Linked DNA regions of Mus musculus: all the other regions are linked to region 1. A link is a contact called in public ChIA-PET, HiChIP or PLAC-seq and promoter capture Hi-C data. All regions are on one chromosome and are shown on one strand. Each heading gives the region's core, a stretch centred on a gene start, on an enhancer-like site or on the middle of the called end of the contact. The rest is flanking DNA. Distances are from core to core; before and after follow the strand shown.

What was found. Promoter capture Hi-C pulls out the DNA fragments that hold promoters and counts their contacts. ChIA-PET counts read pairs in DNA pulled down with a chosen protein or histone mark. HiChIP or PLAC-seq counts read pairs in DNA pulled down with a chosen protein or histone mark.
Region 2: a contact with region 1 is called in a promoter capture Hi-C map of pre-B cells, with 2.6 times the contacts expected there. The contact joins the promoter of Rnf214 here to the promoter of Il10ra in region 1.
Region 3: an RNA polymerase II ChIA-PET map of memory CD8 T cells shows a contact between it and region 1, with 16 read pairs. The contact joins the promoter of Ddx6 here to the promoter of Il10ra in region 1. A contact is called at or near these places in 2 of 115 datasets of contacts at active chromatin or transcription factors (bone marrow-derived macrophages and memory CD8 T cells).
Region 4: an RNA polymerase II ChIA-PET map of memory CD8 T cells shows a contact between it and region 1, with 11 read pairs. The contact joins the promoter of Sidt2 here to the promoter of Il10ra in region 1. A contact is called at or near these places in 1 of 39 promoter capture datasets (hippocampal neurons) and 2 of 115 datasets of contacts at active chromatin or transcription factors (effector CD8 T cells and memory CD8 T cells).
Region 5: a contact with region 1 is called in a promoter capture Hi-C map of pre-B cells, with 4 times the contacts expected there. The contact joins the promoter of Dpagt1 here to the promoter of Il10ra in region 1. A contact is called at or near these places in 2 of 39 promoter capture datasets (the C10 cell line and pre-B cells).
Region 6: an H3K4me3 HiChIP or PLAC-seq map of embryonic basal ganglia shows a contact between it and region 1, with 5 times the contacts expected there. The contact joins the promoter of Cep164 here to the promoter of Il10ra in region 1. A contact is called at or near these places in 2 of 39 promoter capture datasets (the C10 cell line and hippocampal neurons) and 6 of 115 datasets of contacts at active chromatin or transcription factors (embryonic basal ganglia, embryonic forebrain, embryonic hindbrain and 3 more).

What each region holds. Positions count from the first base shown.
Region 1 is chr9:45,267,621-45,270,853 of GRCm38.p6, forward strand. It overlaps Il10ra (interleukin 10 receptor, alpha), which reads right to left and starts at 1,529. Exons shown (of 7, transcript NM_008348.3): 1 at 1,386-1,529. The coding sequence starts at 1,452.
Region 2 is chr9:45,905,269-45,908,432 of GRCm38.p6, forward strand. Rnf214 (ring finger protein 214) reads right to left here and starts at 1,643. Exons shown (of 14, transcript NM_178709.5): 1 at 1,084-1,643. Pcsk7 (proprotein convertase subtilisin/kexin type 7) reads left to right here and starts at 1,301. Exons shown (of 17, transcript NM_008794.2): 1 at 1,301-1,771.
Region 3 is chr9:44,603,370-44,606,367 of GRCm38.p6, forward strand. It overlaps Ddx6 (DEAD (Asp-Glu-Ala-Asp) box polypeptide 6), which reads left to right and starts at 1,523. Exons shown (of 14, transcript NM_181324.3): 1 at 1,523-1,583.
Region 4 is chr9:45,953,548-45,956,628 of GRCm38.p6, forward strand. Sidt2 (SID1 transmembrane family, member 2) reads right to left here and starts at 1,702. Exons shown (of 26, transcript NM_172257.4): 1 at 1,177-1,702. The coding sequence starts at 1,359. A830035O19Rik (RIKEN cDNA A830035O19 gene) reads left to right here and starts at 439. Exons shown (of 1, transcript NR_152206.1): 1 at 439-2,451.
Region 5 is chr9:44,325,315-44,328,177 of GRCm38.p6, forward strand. It overlaps Dpagt1 (dolichyl-phosphate (UDP-N-acetylglucosamine) acetylglucosaminephosphotransferase 1 (GlcNAc-1-P transferase)), which reads left to right and starts at 1,501. Exons shown (of 9, transcript NM_007875.3): 1 at 1,501-1,891; 2 at 2,238-2,358; 3 at 2,639-2,852. The coding sequence starts at 1,725.
Region 6 is chr9:45,827,168-45,830,234 of GRCm38.p6, forward strand. It overlaps Cep164 (centrosomal protein 164), which reads right to left and starts at 1,496. Exons shown (of 30, transcript NM_001081373.3): 1 at 1,335-1,496.

The sequences.
Region 1 (3,233 bases), core at 279-2,778:
TCCCTGGCTCTCTGGCCAAAGCCTGTTCCTGTTCTAGCGACATTCCAGGACTGAGTTCTCATCCAAGCCATGACCCTTGACCTTATCTGGATCCGTAGGCACCCTGCTTGTCTACACAGACATCTTGTGGTCCAGGCACAGGGTATCCCCACAGTCCCTAGTTTCTAGGAAAGCTGTAGCTCAGACATGGACATCAGTATAATCAGATGCCTAGGCGAGCCTCAAATGGAGACAATGAACGTCAGCGGTCCAGCCTCCTGGCCTCCTCGAAAACTCAGCTGTGAAGTACCTGTAGTCTCCCACTCTATTAGTTCTAAAGAGCTGACACAGGAGCCTGGAGCTAGCAGCTTGCCAGTATGACCAGGAGCAGAGGAGTGACCCCCTTGAGATCCTCTGCCCTTTTTGTAACAATACAATAAGCATTCCTATTGAATTCTCCTGATGAGTTCTGCGGGCTTAAGTGTGTTGCAAGGACAATAGCCCTTGTTCCTCTCCAGCCTTCTTGACCCTTTAAGATGTCTCCTCTTGAAGGCAGCTCTGCAACACTTTCCTTCTCCAAACTGCCAGCTCTCTGAGAGTCACAGTTCTCAGTTCTCTTTCAGTGACCCTGTCATTCTCAGAAAACATACTTGTCCCAGCCCTTCCCCCCCCCCACCCCTTTCTTTGAATCTCAAGGTTGTGTTTCAGTTGCAAAACTCTGAGAGGGGGAGTGAAAACCTCAGCCCGTGTTTGTGATGTTCAGCGGGGCACATCCCCAGTGCCTCTGTAGATAACATGACTGACTGTGCTCTTTTTACTTTGAACTCCTGTAAAAGTGTGTTTTGGGGTCCCCGGTCTTCGTACTTCTGTGCCACTTGGTCCCTCCAACTCTCCACTTTTTCATTCTCTCCTGGGCTACAGGAACCTAGCCTGAGCTGAGGAGTGGGTAAAGTGTGTGTGTGTGAGGGGGGTGGGCAGCAGGCAGCGGAGATGAATTGTGGGCTAAAGACTAACAGGGTGGTCGGGAAGGGTGGGCAGAAAGAAGGGATGGGGTGAGATGGTAGGGTTCAGGGAGAGGAGCCTAACTAAGAAGGGGCACGATCAGACCCACGGAAGAACCAGAACAGCCGAAAAGTGAGGGCTAAGTTATGGATTGTCCGGAGGTGGTAGGATAATGATTTGAGGAACAAGGGTACGTACAGGACGGAAACTATAGGCTTTACCCATCCATCGCTGGCCACTCCCAAACAGCCACAGTTAATCTTAGCCTCCTCCACTTAAACAGCAGGTGAGCCGGAGACCGTTTTGCCAGCATGAAGGAGCTGGGGCGGGACCCCAGCCCATCCAAGCAGATTCTCCCGCGAATGTGAACTTTAAAGCAACAGAGCGAGCGCTGGGGAGCCTACCGTATGCAATGAATTCTAGGCTCAGGCTGGAGATCGTGACGAGGAATGGGAGCAAACGCGACAACATCCTGGGCGCACAGCGGCATCGTCCACTGGAGCCGGCCTTTACGCCTCCGGCCGGCGGCGTCCTGAGAACTGAAGACTGCCGCTGGATCCACAGGGCCAGCTTGACATCAACCTGAAGGCGGAGCCTCGTTGCTCCGCCCTCAGCCCACGGAGCTTGGGAACCTCCGCAGGAACCTCAGCAGGCAGCGAAGTCTAGCTAGTTCTGGGGCATTTGTCTCAAGGTGAAAGAGCAGCTGAGGCTTTCTGTGGCTGGGCTCTTAACTCTCACACCGACTGGACAGCCTGTCTCCCCTCTCCCTCCCCCTCCCCTTCCCCTTGCCCCCTTCCCCTCTCTGTTGTAGCAATTGGAATTACTGACTGGGCCAGGAGCAAAGCACAAGCGTGCAGGTACATGTGTGAAAGTCCTGGGACCTCTATGCAGGGCCCTCTGCTAAGCCAACAGTGAGGGAACGTCCCTACCTGACTCTTGGTGGGAGTCCATGACACCCCCAGGCCCTTTAGGTTGTTCTTGCCCTAAATCTGCAGGTTAGAAGTGTCAATAGGCGCCTTGAGGGACCTGGTATCACTCAGATGCCTCTTCAGTGACCAGGACATCTGTCTGCCCTCCAGTGTCACCAAAGATGTTAATTGTGTGAGAGACCAAGCTTTGTCCACCTGACTTATTGGCAGGTGGCGCTGATACTGTGAGTATGTCACTTACATGATTTTCAGGGATCTAATTGTGAGGTGTACAGCGCCCGTGGGGTCATCTGCCAGGTACATATTCATGCTATCCTGGAAGCCCTGTTTTTGTTCTGAGGAGGCACAGAAGCCAAGGAAGGGCTGGAGTCACTAGGATGCCCTTGCTCTCAAGAAGTCACTTTCTATTCCCCTCAGAGCCTACCTGTCACACGGAAGACACTACTGCCTTGAGAAGGCTTGGCCAGCCATCGGTCTGCAAATTGCATGATTCTCAGTGCCAATACCAATCCTGCCTCCCATCAAATTAGAAACTGACTGAAAACAGTATGAGGTATTTGTTAAATTTTTCTTTTTCTTCCTGGAAATTGGATTGGATGGTTCTCCGGTGTGAAGTTCGTAGATGACAAAGTACTGTTACTATGTCAAAGATTTGGGCAACCTCTGAACCTGGAGAAGGACCCTCCAACTTGGGGGTGTCAGACACGAGCACTGCCGTCGTGACCTGAGAGCTAGTGATGCACACCACCCCCTTGGCTTGTGGAGACACAAGCTTTGTCTAAACACCGTGGGAGTGGATAGTGCTATGTCCAGTGGCCTAGACAGAGGATGCCAAGTGGAGTGGGATCATGTTCTGTGCCGAGGGAACTCACTGGGAAAGGTGCTTGTCTGTGAGGACTGGGCTGCCCTAGCTATTCAGCTAGTTGGAAGTAATATCTGTGAACCATAGCATCGAGCACACACACACACACACACACACGCACACACACACAATCAGTGAGAACCACACTCAGGGATACCCTCGTCACTGTGAATACCCTCATGTCAGCCATGTTGGAAAACTTCAGACTTCTTAATGTGGGAGGACTTTGTTTTAATTGCTGTTCTGCACTGCCCATCCTTCCGCTGGTAAAGCACATATACTGCTTGGCGTGACACAAGTACCCAGGCGTGACGCAAGTACCCGGGCATGACTTCTTAGTCCCCGTTTACCTCTTAAAAAAGAGGACACTGCGGTGTTTCTTCCTCAGTTGTCTTCCTTTTAGTTTTTGGTTGAGTTATAAGAATTTTAAAGCCTTGCACCTTGGCTGTTTTAAGGGACGA
Region 2 (3,164 bases), core at 393-2,892, 640 kb after region 1:
AGTCAAAGCATTCTCTATTAATTTAAGTGATAGGGTTTATGTGAGGTGTTTCCAAGAACAAGTCACCCCGGACCATCTCTGTGGGGTGTCTTTTAGCCTGACAGTATTCCTTTCCTACAGATGGGAATGTCTGGTATCTGCCAACGCCCCACTAACAAGTTACCATTGAGTCACAGGCTACTACTCAGTTACTCCAGGAGAAAAGGGAGATGTTGAAAAACATGGTAACTCAAGTAAGGGAACCCAAGAAGACGGTTTTTTACATTTTTATTTTTAAGAGCATCTTTTTTGCTGCAAAATAAACTCGGCCTTCTATGGTAACAAGAAAAACTAGGTGGTAAAAGTAGGATTAGTTCCCATTCCTGCTTTTATTTTGACAGCATCCCATGAATAGAATATCTCTGAACCCAGAAGAATGCACAAGAGCAGATACCGAGTCGGGCTGAATCAATAGTCACAGCTCAGTGCCTCAGTTTCCTCTCATAATAAAAAGCTCCTAGGTGAAAATGGGCCCTGAAACGCCATTATTGCATCTCGGATGCAATCAGTCTGCCTACAATAGGGTCGAGATCATTGCCTCCAACAGGGAACAAGGTCTGGGTCACCGATGCCCAGTAAACGAAAACCTTAGGGCAAGGGTCATACGTGAAACTCCGCAGCTAGAGCCCCAAACGAGAGGGATGGGGGGTGGGGTCGCACATCTGGCTCAAGAGCCCAGTGTGCCCAAGGGAATCCCGCAAGGCAGTGATGGTCACCAGTCAGGCGGCGACGCAGAAGGGGACAATGGGGGGAAGCTGCGCCGGGTGGTCACCGCCACTCTTCACAGGGAGCTGCCGCTACGCTGGCCCTTGGCACTGGCCAGCGCCACCTCCACCCCTTCCCCTCCGTCCTCACCGGCCGCCAGCTCCCGTCCCACTCCCAGGCCGGGCTCCCGCCCCTGTCCCCGCCGCCCCCTCCCCGCCGCCCCCTCCTCCTCCGCCGCGCCCCCCTAGTCCCGCCGTCCCGACCCGCGCGCGCCGCCCCGCACACACCTCCCGCGCCGCGCCCCCGGGGAGCCAAGCGGGGGGGAGGGAAGGGACGCACCTGAGCGGGCGGAGCGGGGGAGGGGGCGGCCAAGCCTGGGGGAGGGGTCGAGCGCTGGCCCGCGCGCGGCACCTCCCACTTCCGGCGGCGCGAGCGCAAGGGGGCGAGGCCGGGGCGGCGAGAGGAGCGGAACCCGCGGGGTGAGCGGCCGCCACCGACGGCGCCCTCTGGCGGCAGGCGCGGACAGCGACCGGACAACGGAGCCGCTGAGGGGACCAGCCCTGAGACCCAAGCGGAGCCCGAGGGACACGCGGGCCAGAGAGACGGCGGCCGGATGGAGGCGAGAGCCTCTCTGAGGAGTTTATGGGGAAGAGTCAAGGCTATGGCAGTCCGACGGAGAAGAGCCGCGAGGGGTGTTTAGAGGTCGGAACCGGGATGGTCCTTACAGAGGACGCCATGAAGGACGAGGGCCCTGTGGCGGAGGGGGTCCTGTGGCGGAGGACACGAGGATTCGAGGCGCCGGAACTCCCACAGCCCTCACGGGCCTGTGACAGAAGCTGTCGGCGGAGCGCCCGGAGCTCGGCCCGCTGGTCAAGAGGCCGCAGGCCCAGCCGCTGATTGGCTGCGGCGCCGGGCGGAAGTGATGTCGCTGTCAGTGGCGCCTCCGGCTCCGGGGAAGCCGAGAGTTTCCGTAGGGTGGGGGCTGCGGCGGCAGCAGCAGCAGCGACAGTAGCAACAGAGGCTGTGGGTGAGTCGGGAAGAAATGTAGTGGAGGCTGGACCTCGGATATACGGGGGACCATGGACCGGGGCTGGTCGGCGTCTGCGGAGGAGGTCCTTCGCTGAGGGCACCTTGGGTCCTGGCGTGGGCGACCCCAGAGGGACCGGGTCTCCGGGTCGTAGGTTCCGGACAGCATCGGTCCTAAGGAGAGAGAGGCACATTGCACGGAGCAGCTGAGTCCGCGTGGGAGTGGGGGCATCAGAAAACTCACTCTGTACAGACCCTGGTTCCTGTGAGTGGGGAGGCGGGGCTTGAAGGACGGTGGTTTAAGAGCAGAATCTTGAGCAGGAAAGGTGCCCGTCTACCTTAGTTGAGGGTGATGGGAGTCTATTTTCAGAAAGTGCTTAAGATTTCTTGCTCAGAGGTCTGAGAATAAGTGCTGCTGTGCCTCTGGACCACAGGGAGAAAAAAACAAACAAACAAACAAAACAAAACAAAAACAAAACTCGGTTTCTCTTCCAGAAATCTCTGTTGGAACCTACAGAGATTGTAGGAGCCTGCCTGAGTGGATGGCTGCTATCAAACCAGACTTTGGATTTACTTATATGCAGACTAGGGAAGACACCTGGGTATCTTGGGCCAAATTGAAGCAGCCCCAGGGGCAGGAAGAATGTAATAGGAAATATGCCATGGAACTTAAGGACATGGTGGCCCACACCTATAATAACAGCAGTAAAGGGGTGGAAGCAAGAGTTCTCAGCCAACCTTTATTATATAAAGAAAGCTTGTTTAAGCCGGATGTTGGTGGCACACACCTTTGTTATCCCAGCACTCTGGAAGCGGAAGCAGGCTGGCTCTCTTGAGTTCCAGGCCAGCCTGGTATACAGAGGAAGGGAGGTCCAAGGAGTCTTTGGTAAAACAGTCTTTCCAGAATGTTTTAAGTCGGTACCATCCAAGTGTATGTCTGGACACCAAGACTGCTGCAGTGTGGGCTTGGTAGACAGTAGTGAGTTTTAAATGAGCTCAAGACCCCACATGTGCCTTGTTCCTGCCCCCACAGTTGCTCGAAAGTTCTAATTTGGTGGGGTTTTTTCCCCTTTGAGTGGTTGAAGACAGGGCTGGAGCCTGTGCCCTCACTGAAAATCCAACTTGGTGAGACGGGGCCAGCTCCTTAGTCCTTCTTGCCAGTCATTTCCTCTCTCCCAGTTACCCACATGCACTTATACTACATTTTATTTCCATTATCTGGCTTTCTCCCTGATTGACAGTTAGGTCTTGCTAAGCCCTTAAAGAAGCAAATGAAAATAACATGATAGGTTAAGAAGTGGGGTATCTGGGTTCTGTATTGGTGTGGCCTTATTGTGATGAATGTCTCCTAGTCTGTGGCCTGTTTTAGATCCCTGGAAATGACATTTAACACT
Region 3 (2,998 bases), core at 273-2,772, 660 kb before region 1:
AAAAGCATCACCATCATCATAATACATTAAGAGTGCTGGGTGTGGTGGCACAAATGACAACTGGCTATTATTCTACTCTGTGCTTGCTATGGCAAGCATGCACTGGAGTTTGGTAGACTTGGGCTCTCAAGTAAAAAACAAAAAACAAAAAACAGGAGAGCGCAGCGGTTTAAAAGGGGGGGGGGGGCTTCAGACTTATTCTGATTGGATGTTGCTAGCTAAGAAGCAGGAGGGCTGGAAGCAGGGAGTCATTGGTTTAGAGAGCATATTTGGCTTTCTCTGATTGGTCTCAAGTTGGAAGCAGCGGTAAAAATATGGAAGCTGCAAGTCAGTGACTAAGTACTGACTGTCCAGGATTCCCTAACGTCGGTGTTTAGTAAGGAATCGCACTGTCCCAAAGGGTTTAACCACTGTCAGTATTTCCAGCCCTCCAGCAGCGTAAGACGCGAGTTTTTAACTTTCTCCGGCCCAGCTCGATTTTTACTTAACAAACAAAAAAGTTTGTTTTGCTTGGAACAAGACGACTTTCTAGGTTAAGGATAAGACATCAGGATCCGAGAATCATAGAAACAAACGCACAAATATCTGCAGTAAGGGTCAGGCAGGAGAATCTACGGGTCTCCCATTTGCACAGCGAGCCCTCACTGGTAGAGGCGATCCGCCCTTCTTTCTAGAAGAGTGCCACTGCGGGCAGGAGCAAAGGGTCACCTCGCCTGCACTCCGGGTTTGATAGCCCACGACCGAGGGCGCGCTCCCGGCTCACTGCTTCCCCCGGTGCCCCTTCCCGCTCCCTCTCAGACAGCATCGGCCCCAAAGGCCCCACTTTTCTGCACGCCCTGGCCTCGCAGCGTCCTCCCGGCCATCCCAGCTCAGCTTCCGGACCCGCGCAGGCTGCCCTCCGAGTGTGTCCGAGGTCAGCAGTCAGCAGACGTCCCCTCCGGCCCGGGACCCGTCAGCCCAGCTCCGAAGGGACGAACGAAGGCAAGGGCGACAGTCCTCGGCCACCGCCATTCATTTCCCCAGCGGTCTCGTCAGCTCTGCAGGCAAGCCCTCTCGCCCGTCCGTCCATCCGTCCGTCCCTCCGTCCCGAAAGCAACCCCGTGTTTCCCTGAGCTCGGCCCCGTCAAAGGCCGGTCTCTCCCGACCCTCGCCCGCCGCGCCCAGGAAGCCGTGACGCCGCGGCGGCTGCAGCTGCAGCGGCCGAGCTCTCGCCATCTTGTGTGGAGGAGGAGGAGCCGCGGCCGCCGCCATGCGGAGCGGCTGGGAAGGAGGGAGGGAGGCGACGGCGGCGGGCGAGGGAGGGGGCAGAGCAGCAGAGTCAGCTCAGCCCGGCGGCGGCGACATCGGGGGCGCCGGCACAGCGGGCGCCGGCCGAGGTAGTGCGGGGTGGCGGCGGCGGCGGCGGCGGCGAGCTGCGCGGGCAGCGAGCGTCGCGGCGGGGGCGGGGCGGGGCGGCGGGCGTCGCGGCGAGGGGCCGGGTGGGGGCGGGCGGAGGTTTCCGAGGAGGAAGGAGCCGCCGCCATTTTGGGAGCTTCGAGTCAACAATAAAGGACCGAGGGTGCGGAGCGGGAGTGGCCTCGGTGGTAGGACTCGGGCCCGAGCCGCGGGGCGTGGGGTGAGGCGGCGTGGTCGGGGTCGGCAGGATCCTGAGGGTATCAGGGAGCCCCCTTCGGGCAGAAGCCCGAGGCCCAGGCCTGGCCCGGGAGGACGGGCGGGTGGCCGCTGAGAAGAGCGGGGGCGGCGGAGAGGAGTGGAACCGAGGAATGTGGCGTGTGCGGGGTATGGAGGAGGAGCGGCGGGGAGCTCTGGACGAGCGGTGCGGTAGACGGGAGCGGGGACGGAACACCGGCCGGGACACCCGAGTGAGGTTGGGAGTGCGAGGCAGGGCAGCCCTGCGGGGGGTGGCAGGGCTGTGCTGGCCGGGGACTCGGCTGGGAGAGGAGCCGCGGCTGCTCGCTTGCAAGTAGGCCTTGCAGGTTGGTGGGGACAGAGGGTTTGGGGGAGACTCGGCGGCGTAAGAGGGGAGGAGAGGCGGTCCAGTTTCGGGGTTCTCTTCCGGGCCTTCTGAGGGGGGGGAGTCCCTATTGTTTCCCACTCGCAGAGCTGGTTCCGGCTCTTGTGGCGCAGATAGGATTGCAGGGCAGAAACCCTTTTGCTTTTTGATCCGAGGGAGCTGGGTTTGAAGCGAGGGAAGTTGGGGGAGGGGGCGAGGAATTATTGCCTTACGGTTACCGGACTCCGATTCTTGGCTTAGGGTTTTCCCTTCGCCATAGCCCCCCTTTACCTTCGTAAGAACCCCAATCACTCCTACTTCCTGTTGAGGCGTATAGAAATCGCCCTGTATTTGCAAACAAAAGCCCTTGTTGGAGCTTATGGGACTGTTTTAGGTGTGAAAACTGTCAATTGCTAACCACGGTCTGGGCCCTGCTGTAATTAACTCTGCCAGGGGCTCCTCCCAACTAAGTCTTATGTTCCTTCGTGGTTTTGTTTTAGGAATATAACTTGCAAATCTAAATTGGGAAGGGGTAGGACGAAAAATTTCCCACTGAGCCATAAAGCTGCAGTGCAGGTATCCGTTTCTGGAGGGAGCAGTTATCGAAGTCTCTGGGTTTAAGGCGCTAGGAGGTTTTACTGTGCTTGATTGACAGTACTGATGGTGTCGGTTAGGATTCAGAGGTTGCCCCCTTCATCCTCTTAGTGCTGTACAAACAGTAAGCCTTCCTGTTTGACGGACCTGATACTGTTGATCGTATGCTGTCAATACAGAAAATACCTATTGAGATAACAAATAAACAATTTAATGTGATAGAAGCATTTGTGAGCAAGTTGATGTATTTAACTTGAGATATCTTTTGACTTCTAAATTATGGATTTGGGATACTTGGTTTGAGGCAAAGATAACCAGTACTAATTAAGCTAGTGTTTCGGGTGCCAGTGAAATGTAAGGGGGTTACAAAATAAAACTGAAGGAGTTGGACTTATACTTACAAGTCCTTAG
Region 4 (3,081 bases), core at 452-2,951, 690 kb after region 1:
GTTATAGACACGTGTCTACACACGTCCCTGTGCACACACTGTCACGGGAGATCAAGACGTGCCCTCAAGCCCTCAATCTTCTTCCTCATGAACTAGGAAAGCAGCAAGAAGCTCCGGTTCCACTGCTACTCTGGAGGCCAGAGCCCTGCAGGGAGGGGTGTAGGGAACTGTGTCGAAATACAAGTTGTCTCTCTAGTTCTGACCATGGGCCAAGCTCTGAAGTGACTTTCCATCTGAACCTTGATTCACCCTCTCTAAGAAAATAAAGAAATAACCCACCCTCTCTGCTGCGGACAAAGCTACACAGGACAGTGGGCGTTTAAAAGTGAAGAAATCACAACTGCAGACAACTAGTTACTAGGTTGCTGAAACCAAATCTAGGGGTAACGTTTCCCTGAGGGGTAGGTGCCACTTCCGGGATGATCCTGGAAATGGTACTCAAAAGGGGAGATCAGACTTCAAGGAAATGGATCCTGATGGTTGATCATGGCCTGCCAGAAACCAAACTCCTCTCCCTCCCAAAGAAAGCCTCAGGTGCCTCCTCCTCAACTCCAGTGCTTCCGAGTCAATCCAGATCGGGCCTTGGAGAATGAGCAAGAGAGCTAGGCAGGCCACACAGCCAGGCAGCAAGAATCTCCCAGGCTGTGCTCTGCCTGGGCCCAGCTCTGCCAGCCTTCTTTCTACTTTCACTACTGGGAAGAAATGAGTAAGAAGTCGGAGATAGTTCTGTCTTAGAAACAAACTCCCTTTTCTCTTGCCACTCAGCCTTCGAGGGCCTTATCTTGTCACCTTCAACTTACAAGGCCAGCTGGCTTTCTGAGGCAAGGAGGTCTGTCTCCTTCACCTCCCTGTGACCGAGCTCTTTCAATTCTAAGTTGGCCCCATCTGGAGTTGTCTGAGCCACGCAAGGCTGGGAGCCTGTTTTCCCCTCACCCCGACCTCACAGACTGAGAGCTAGATTGAGAGCCAGGTCACAGAGCAGACCAGACCGGTCCTGATCACAGCTGGTGGCAGGGAACTTCCCAAGCTGCCCCGCTGGAGCTGCCCGGGAATGCTGGTGGAAACCAGGTCTTGGCAGGGGGAGGGCGGCTCAAAGGCTGGCGGAGAGGAAAGGGGCAGCATCAAGTCCAGGCCGGGCGCCCACCCGCTCGGCCGCCCGTGGAGTCCCGCGCTCACCCGGTTGCGGGTCACGGTGTGGTTGAAGGTGTAGATGTTGACCAGCTCGCTGTTGACGTCGTCCGCGTAGGTGCGCTCAAACTCCGCGTCTTTCTGCGAGACGTTCTTGGGCCCCAGGGCCCCCAGGTGGCTCTCGACGGAGGCCACCAAGAGCACGCACAAGGGCAGACGCCAGGCGATCATGGCCCGGGACGGCGGGGATTGGCGACGGGACGGCGACCGGGCGCGTTGCGGCTGCCGCAGCAGCTTCCAGCATCTCACCGGGACCAGAACTTTAACCCCGGCCTCAGATAGGACGCGTCCCCTCCCTGGAGCCGCTCCTGGGCCTCGCGCGGATCCCGGCTCGCGAGGGCGGCACCGCGACCCGCTACCCCAGCCCGGCCCAGCCCGGCCCAGCCCGGCTGGAGACCCGGCGTCCGCTCGCGCCCGGAGAGCCGAGGCGGCGGTGGCCCTGGCCCGAAGGCTTCCCGGACGCGGGCCCTTTAAGGGCGGCGGACGCGGCGCAGAACTCGGAGCTACCAGGAGCTGCGCCGCGGTAAACAGCGGGCTGTGCCCGCCCGCTTACGTCATGGGAAACCGACGCGGATTTAAAGGGCCAGGCTGCCTCTACTTCCCACGCAGCCGTCGCCGCCTCCTTCCTTCGCTGTCCTGTGAGCGTCTGGAGTTGGGTTTTTCACGAAGGATCACTAAGTATTGGATTCTTGCTTTTGTGGTCCGCGTTTTTTTGGCTTTTTGAGACGGCTCACATAACTCAGGCTGGTCTGGAACTGGTCGTGTAAGTTTGGAGAGTCTTGAACGCCTGATCCTCCTCCCACCTCTACTGCTGGGTGTTGGCATTGCTGGCAAGATTCACAGAGCCCAGTAAGTGCAGGGTCTTGCTGACAGATGATTTCTTTGCTCAAGACAGGAATTGTGCTCCAAAATCATTACCCCAGCATCATTCTTTTTCCCTCATTGGCTCATAAAAGCGCCTGCCCACTGAGAGCAGCTCAGCGGCCGCTCCCCTCTCACAGTAGAGGGGATAACCAGAACCAGGGCACCATAACCAGGATGCCTTCCAACCTGTGAGCTCTGTCCCTACTCTGCAGAAACTGCTTTGTTTGTTTGAACAAAGCCCACGGAAAGATTCTGACCTTTCGTTGTCAACTGGCAAAAACCTTTCTGAGGAACTGTTTTGGCTTAGGCTTAAAAGAGCTCTATACCCTTCAACCCAGTCATTCCACTCCAGGGACTGTGTCCTACGAATAAGAAATACAAATAAAATATGGGGACAGCAATTTGCATCCCTGTGATCTTGAGAAAGCTCAAAGGAAACTGCTTGTTCACAGTGAAGGAAGAGGTGGTCAGAGATACTACTATGAAGTTAAGCAGATAGATTCTTAATACCATCAAAGGGACATCTAAGGAGGGAATTCAAGAATAACATTATATAAGTGGTATATAATCCAAACTTCAGACATAAATAGGAAAATATGCACAAGAACCGAGCTGAGATGGCTTATCAGGAAGAGGCACTTGCCATGGAAAGCCCGGCCTGAGCTCTACACCAGGGAGGAGAGAACTAACTCCACAAATTTGTTCTCTGACTTCCACAGACACCTGGCAACATGTGCTTGCGCACTTCACACACAGACACATGAACAATAATAAATTATATATATATATATACACACACACACACACACACACACACACATGTACAAGGGTGGATGAAGTGTCTCAGTGGGTGCGGGTGCTTGCCAAGATGCCTGATGACCATCTCTGGGACCCAAAAGGTGGAAGAGGGGAAAAACCTGACTCTGCAAGTTGTCATCCGCCCTCCACATGCATGCTGTAGCACCTCTGAAACATACACATATACACAATATGTAATTAAAGGTCATTACAAAGAACACAGACACACAC
Region 5 (2,863 bases), core at 251-2,750, 940 kb before region 1:
AGATGGGGCTTTTAATGTTAATAAGAGCCATCTCCAAGTTGAATGGACATTGAATACCTGACTTTCAGAAAAAGGAACCTAAGAAGTTCTTCTTCTTCTTCTTCTTTTTTTTTTTTTTTTTTTTTTTTTTTTTGGTTTTTCGAGACAGGGTTTCTCTGTGTAGCCCTGGCTGTCCTGGAACTCACTCTGTAGACCAGGCTGGCCTTGAACTCAGAAATCCACCTGCCTCTGCCTCCCAAGTGCTGGGATTAAAGGCGTGGGCCACCACCACCCGGCTTTTTTTTTTTTTTTTTTAGATTTATTATATGTAAGTACACTGTAGCTGTCTTCAGACACACCAGAGGAGGGCGTCAGATCTCATTACGGATGGTTGTGAGCCACCATGTGGTTGCTGGGATTTGAACTCAGGACCTTCGGAAGAGCAGACTTAACCACTGAGCCTACTCTCCAGCCCTTAAGAAATTCTTTGACCTAAGTAGTGTCAACTTCACCCTGATTCTAGGAGTATGCTGTAATTCAAAAGGGGATGGACAAAACGCCATGTTATTGTCAACTCCCTAACTCTCTGTGGTGGATTCCTCTCTGAGGAAAACATTTGCCACCTAAGGGATCAATATTCCAGTGAACTGCTGTACTACTAGCGTGTACAGGTGTCAAAAGGCAAGTAAGTGACTGGGAGGAAGAAACTTGACTGGGAGGAAACCCACAAGCTCACTGGAGGTATGGACAAGCTCTCCTGCCTCGTTAGTTATTTGCAATGCGTCGGTTTCTGTCTATTTGGAAAGCGTTGGCACAGTGCTGTGATCCAACATCAAGTTTTAATCCCTGCTTTAATCGAAGACCTGAAAGCTCAAACAGTTTCCTCCTGGCGAAATGCAGCGGTAGGTTGCCCAGCAACAAACTGCTATAGTGGAGGCAGAAGGTGGGTGGGTTGTGGGAAAAGTACCTGGATCATGAACAAGAAAAAGGGCGGGAGGGGCTTTTCGAGTGTCTGAGCTTCCCAGGTTTTAAAAACCCTCCAGATTGTTCCTGAGTTTCTGGAACCAGTGTTTACGTCGGCAACAGTTTTCCTGCAAAGAGCGGGTGTGCTTCCACACTCTCATTCTTCCTGACCACGGCCAGCTCTCAGTAGCCATATTTCCAGCCCCAGGGCATCCCAGACTAAGCTCAGGCTGCTAGCCCTTTAAACCCGACCTGCGAGGGAGACGACGTGGAACCACAGAACTAGCGGTGTCAGCCACGTGGTACGAGGAAGCGTTCATGTTGGAACTGGGCAAAGCCTATTTCCACTCTGAGCTGCACAATATGATTGTTTCGAGAGTATCCACGTTCTTGTATTTTCTTCAGTTGAGTTTTCAAAAACGCTAATGGTACCACTCCTTTAGAACTAAAGCTTTGTTTAAAATAACACTACCGGTCCGGCTACAGTGCCCGTTTTAAAAATGGTGCTTCGGTCTTCAGCAGCGATAGTTCTTTCGCAATTAAGATCCGGGTGGAAACAATGGGTAGGTGCAGCGGGGCAGAGCCGAGGTTGCTTCCTAAGAGCTTCTTGCTGGTCAGGAGGGAGGGTCAGGTCCTAGCGTCCTAGCTGGGTTTTGTTCCCGCTGGCGCCGGAATCCTCTGCGGGTTGGGAGCCGCACTGCCGGCTGCCGAGGCCACGGGATTGTTCCTGGCTTACCAGTTAGCTGAGTAGGCGGCGGGGCGGCGGCCACCGGAGGGTCACCATGTGGGCCTTCCCGGAGTTGCCCCTGCCGCTGCCGCTGCTGGTGAATTTGATCGGCTCGCTGTTGGGATTCGTGGCTACAGTCACCCTCATCCCTGCCTTCCGTAGCCACTTTATCGCCGCGCGCCTCTGTGGCCAGGACCTCAACAAGCTCAGCCAGCAGCAGATGTGAGTAACCGCACGCGAGTGTCCTGGGTTGGGGGGGGGGGGGGCAGGATTGTGCAGAACAGGGGCAAGGACTGAGATGCTTGGCTTTGCACTAGCCGGAAAGCTAACCTAGGCACCCAGAACTCTGGGAGGTCATTAAAGTTGTCTATCCTTGGGAAGGACGGAATGGAACTGTTGGGTGTCAGGAGTTGTAGAGGGGTAGGTATCCTTTGCCCTGTGCACGCTCTCCCTACTCCCCAACAAACAAAATCCTGAGAAGGCCACTTTGGTTTACTGGGACCCCTACTATTGTGAGTGACCACGCCCCTTTCTTCTTCCTCCTCCACCCTTTCCCGCTGGGCCGCAGCCCAGAGTCCCAGGGAGTGATCAGCGGTGCTGTTTTCCTTATCATCCTCTTCTGCTTCATCCCTTTCCCCTTCCTGAACTGCTTCGTGGAGGAGCAGTGTAAGGCATTCCCCCACCATGAAGTAAGTGCACCAGTGGGGAAGTTATTAGCGGGCTGGCTGGGGCCGGGCACTTGAGTTGGGGTTATTTGGATTTGGGAAAAGGATGCTTGTGGCCACAACCATAGAGACAGGAATTCTTGGACTGGTGATATAGCTCGGTGGTAGAGCGCTTTCTCAGTATGTGAGTATGTGCAAGGACCCGGCGTTCAATCACCAACTCCGAAAAAAAAAATGGAAAAGACAGGAATTCTTGACAGAGTAGAAGTAGGTGTGAGTCATTACGTGCCCACTTCTCCCCCAGTTTGTGGCCCTAATAGGTGCCCTCCTTGCCATCTGCTGCATGATCTTCCTGGGGTTTGCTGATGATGTCCTCAATCTCCGCTGGCGCCACAAGCTGCTGCTGCCCACAGCTGCCTCACTACCTCTCCTCATGGTCTACTTCACAAACTTTGGCAATACAACCATCGTGGTGCCCAAGCCCTTCCGCTGGATTCTGGGCCTGCATTTGGACTTGGGTGAGTAACCT
Region 6 (3,067 bases), core at 246-2,745, 560 kb after region 1:
GTGTGTGAGTGTGTGTGTATCTGTGTATATGTGAGTATGTGAGTGTGTGTGTGTCTGTGTATGTGTGTGTGAGTGTGTGTGTGTATCTGTGTATATGTGAGTATTCGAGTGTGGGAGGGGGGAAGGGATGAGGGGGAGGGGAGGGGGGAGCACAAGCACAGCAAATGTGCTTGATGGGGTAAGGATTAATTATAACAACAAAAACTTGGACTAACCACACACTTCCCGGAACACTTGTATGCGGCAGAACTGTACCAAGGGCTTTATTCGCCACCATCCCACCCCAGCCTCTCAGCTAGAGGTTTACTATCCCCACTTATCAAATACAGAGACTGCTTGAATGAAGGACAAGGAGCAGCGAGTCCGGGCTTGCGAGGGCTTTAGCTGTATACAGGACTTCATAAGGGGCTGCCATGGGAATTTCATAAAGAAAGTTGGAGGTGGTGAGAGTTACCGTTCGGAAAGGTGACTGACAGCTGCACAAGAACCAATCAAAAAGGGGACAAAATCAGAGGCAGTTATTCTGAAAGCGCAGCCAAGAAATTATGAACCAAGCCAGTGGCTACCTGAATGAAAAGCGGCTAATCCTGAGGGCAGGAGAATAGCAGGGTCTCGCAGCTAGGTGAAGGAAGAGAAGAGAGAAAGCAGAGAGGATTTCAGCCAGTCCACTGTGATTTTAGGCCAAGAAGCCGACTGCCAAGAAATCTGAAGCATGCCAGATGACTACTGCAGACAGCGGAATGAATTCTCAGCGTAGAGTGGGCTAAGTGACTGAGGAAGTTCTCCATTGAGACAAGAAACATGGGAGACATTGATAGAAGGTCCGGGGGGGGGGGCGGCGGGGGGGGGGTGCGGGTTGGAGATGATCCGCAAGCACATCTAAGCTCGAGTAAGGTATCTGGCTAGGCAGCAAGTACTTCCCAGAGCAACCGGTAACTGGAGGCTCTAGTCGCAATCCAGAGATGGAGTGCAGAGAAAAGCATGCAGGGGCCTGCAGAGGGCTGAGCTGGCAGACGCGCGAGGGCGAGTCACCGAGGCCAAGAAGAGGGCAGCGGTTCCGGGCGTAGATTCCTGAATCAGTGCAAAGAAAACCCCAAACCTCCTCTCTTGCCCAGCTGGCCGAAAGATGCCATGCGCTTGGCTGAACTTGGGATAGCCCAGGAATGGGCTGGGCAATGGCGGTAGGGTGTAGATTCAGGAGAGGCTAGAAAGCCAGGCCCCGCACGCCGGAGGGCTCTTCTCTCCCAGCTTAGTTCCCGCGCAGCAACACCTCACAACGCTTCAGCTCCCTGCAAACTCCTGCCACGCCACCAAGCCTGGCTCCGAGATCTCACCTGTCCCCGATCCGGGGTTTCCGGGAGGATGGCTCTGCGCCTCCTCCCCAGCACCACCCCGGCCCCCCACCTTCCAGGGACGCCGGGGTGTCCGGCTCCCCGCTTCCAGGGACGCCGGGGTGTTGCCCTGCAGCGACCAGCAACCACTTCCGGAAAGGCACTGGCCTAGCAACTGAGAGGCCCGCCTCTACCAAGAGCCAATAGGTCGCTGACTGAGAGCGTTGGCATTGGATTGGTTGAAGTTCCCCCACGAGGCTTTGCCCGTTGCATCCTGAAAGTTGTAGTTCAAAATAGTGAATAAGCACAATCCCACTCCCACCACAAAGAGGTTAAAAGAGAGACCTGAAGGTAGATAAGAGAATTTCTCCCGCGGACGAAAGGAAGCATTCATAATATTAATAATAATCTACTATTACTATTAATTAAGCAAAATTAACAATCATTTATAGACCATCATTTTGTAAAGGTCGAGTAAAATCACGCGAACAACAGTGATTATCAGTGGTCAACCTATTGATTGGGCCCTTAATAAAAGAACTATGAAGGGGTTGGAGAGATGACTCGGTTGTCAAGAGAGCTGCCTACTAACTTTTTCCTTTTAATGTATTATACGTGGACCGGGATCTGATAACACAAGCCCTTAATGCCACCACTTGGGGCACAAAGCAGACAGATCTCTGTGCGTTTGAGACTAGCCTGGTCTATATAGTGAGTTTCAAGCCAGCTGGGACTACACAGTGAGACCCTGTCTCAAAAAAAATTTTAAGTGTGTGGATGTTTTGTCTACATTATACCTGATAGTCATGGAGGCCAGAAGAGGGCACTGCATCCCCTGAAACTGGAGTTGTAAGCAGTTGTGCGCCACCTTGTGGGTGCTAGAAACCAAACCTAGGTCGTCTGCAAGAACAACAGTGCTCTCAACGGCTGAACCATCATCTCTCCCACTCTACTATTGTAAATTTAAAACCGAGTCCTGCGCCGCTAGAGTCTAAGCCGACAAGGAGAAATTGCGAGTGTTGTTACTAGGGATCTCAAACCAGACATCAGGATGTGTTTCTCATGTTTAACGTCAAATCTTTCTGCAATTCCTTTATTCTCACCACAGATGGGGAAAAAAATCACTGCTCCTCATTATCATCACAATCTTTAAAAGTGTCCCCAAGGGGCCACTGGACCAGACATAGAAGAGATGCCATATCATGACTATATCAGACATAACTAAACACTGCCCATAGCTTCCTATACACAAGACTTGCCATCTGAGGCTGTAGAACCAGCTCAGCAGCTGCCAACACCTGCTGCTCTGCGGGAGGACCAGAGTCTGATTCCCAGCAAGCACGAGGCAGCTCACAACCAGCAGAAACTCTAGTTCCAGAGGATCCAACACCTCTTCTGGCTTCTACCCACACCAGGCAAACACATGTGAACACAGACATGTGGTACACAGACATACCTGCAGGCAAAACACTGGAACACATAAAAGAATAAAATATTTTTTGAAAAAAGCAGCTAGATAGTGGTGACTGAACCACACTGAATCCCAAAGCCTTTATTCCCAACATCCAGAAGGCAGAGACAGTCATATCTTTGTGGGTTCAAGTCCAGCCAGGTCTACAAAATAAGTTCCAAGACTGTCAGGCTGTAACACAGAATAACCCTGTCAGGAAAAAGTCAAAAATAAGGAGGAGGAGGAGGAGGAGGAGGAGGAGGAGGAGGAGGAGGAGGAGGAGGAG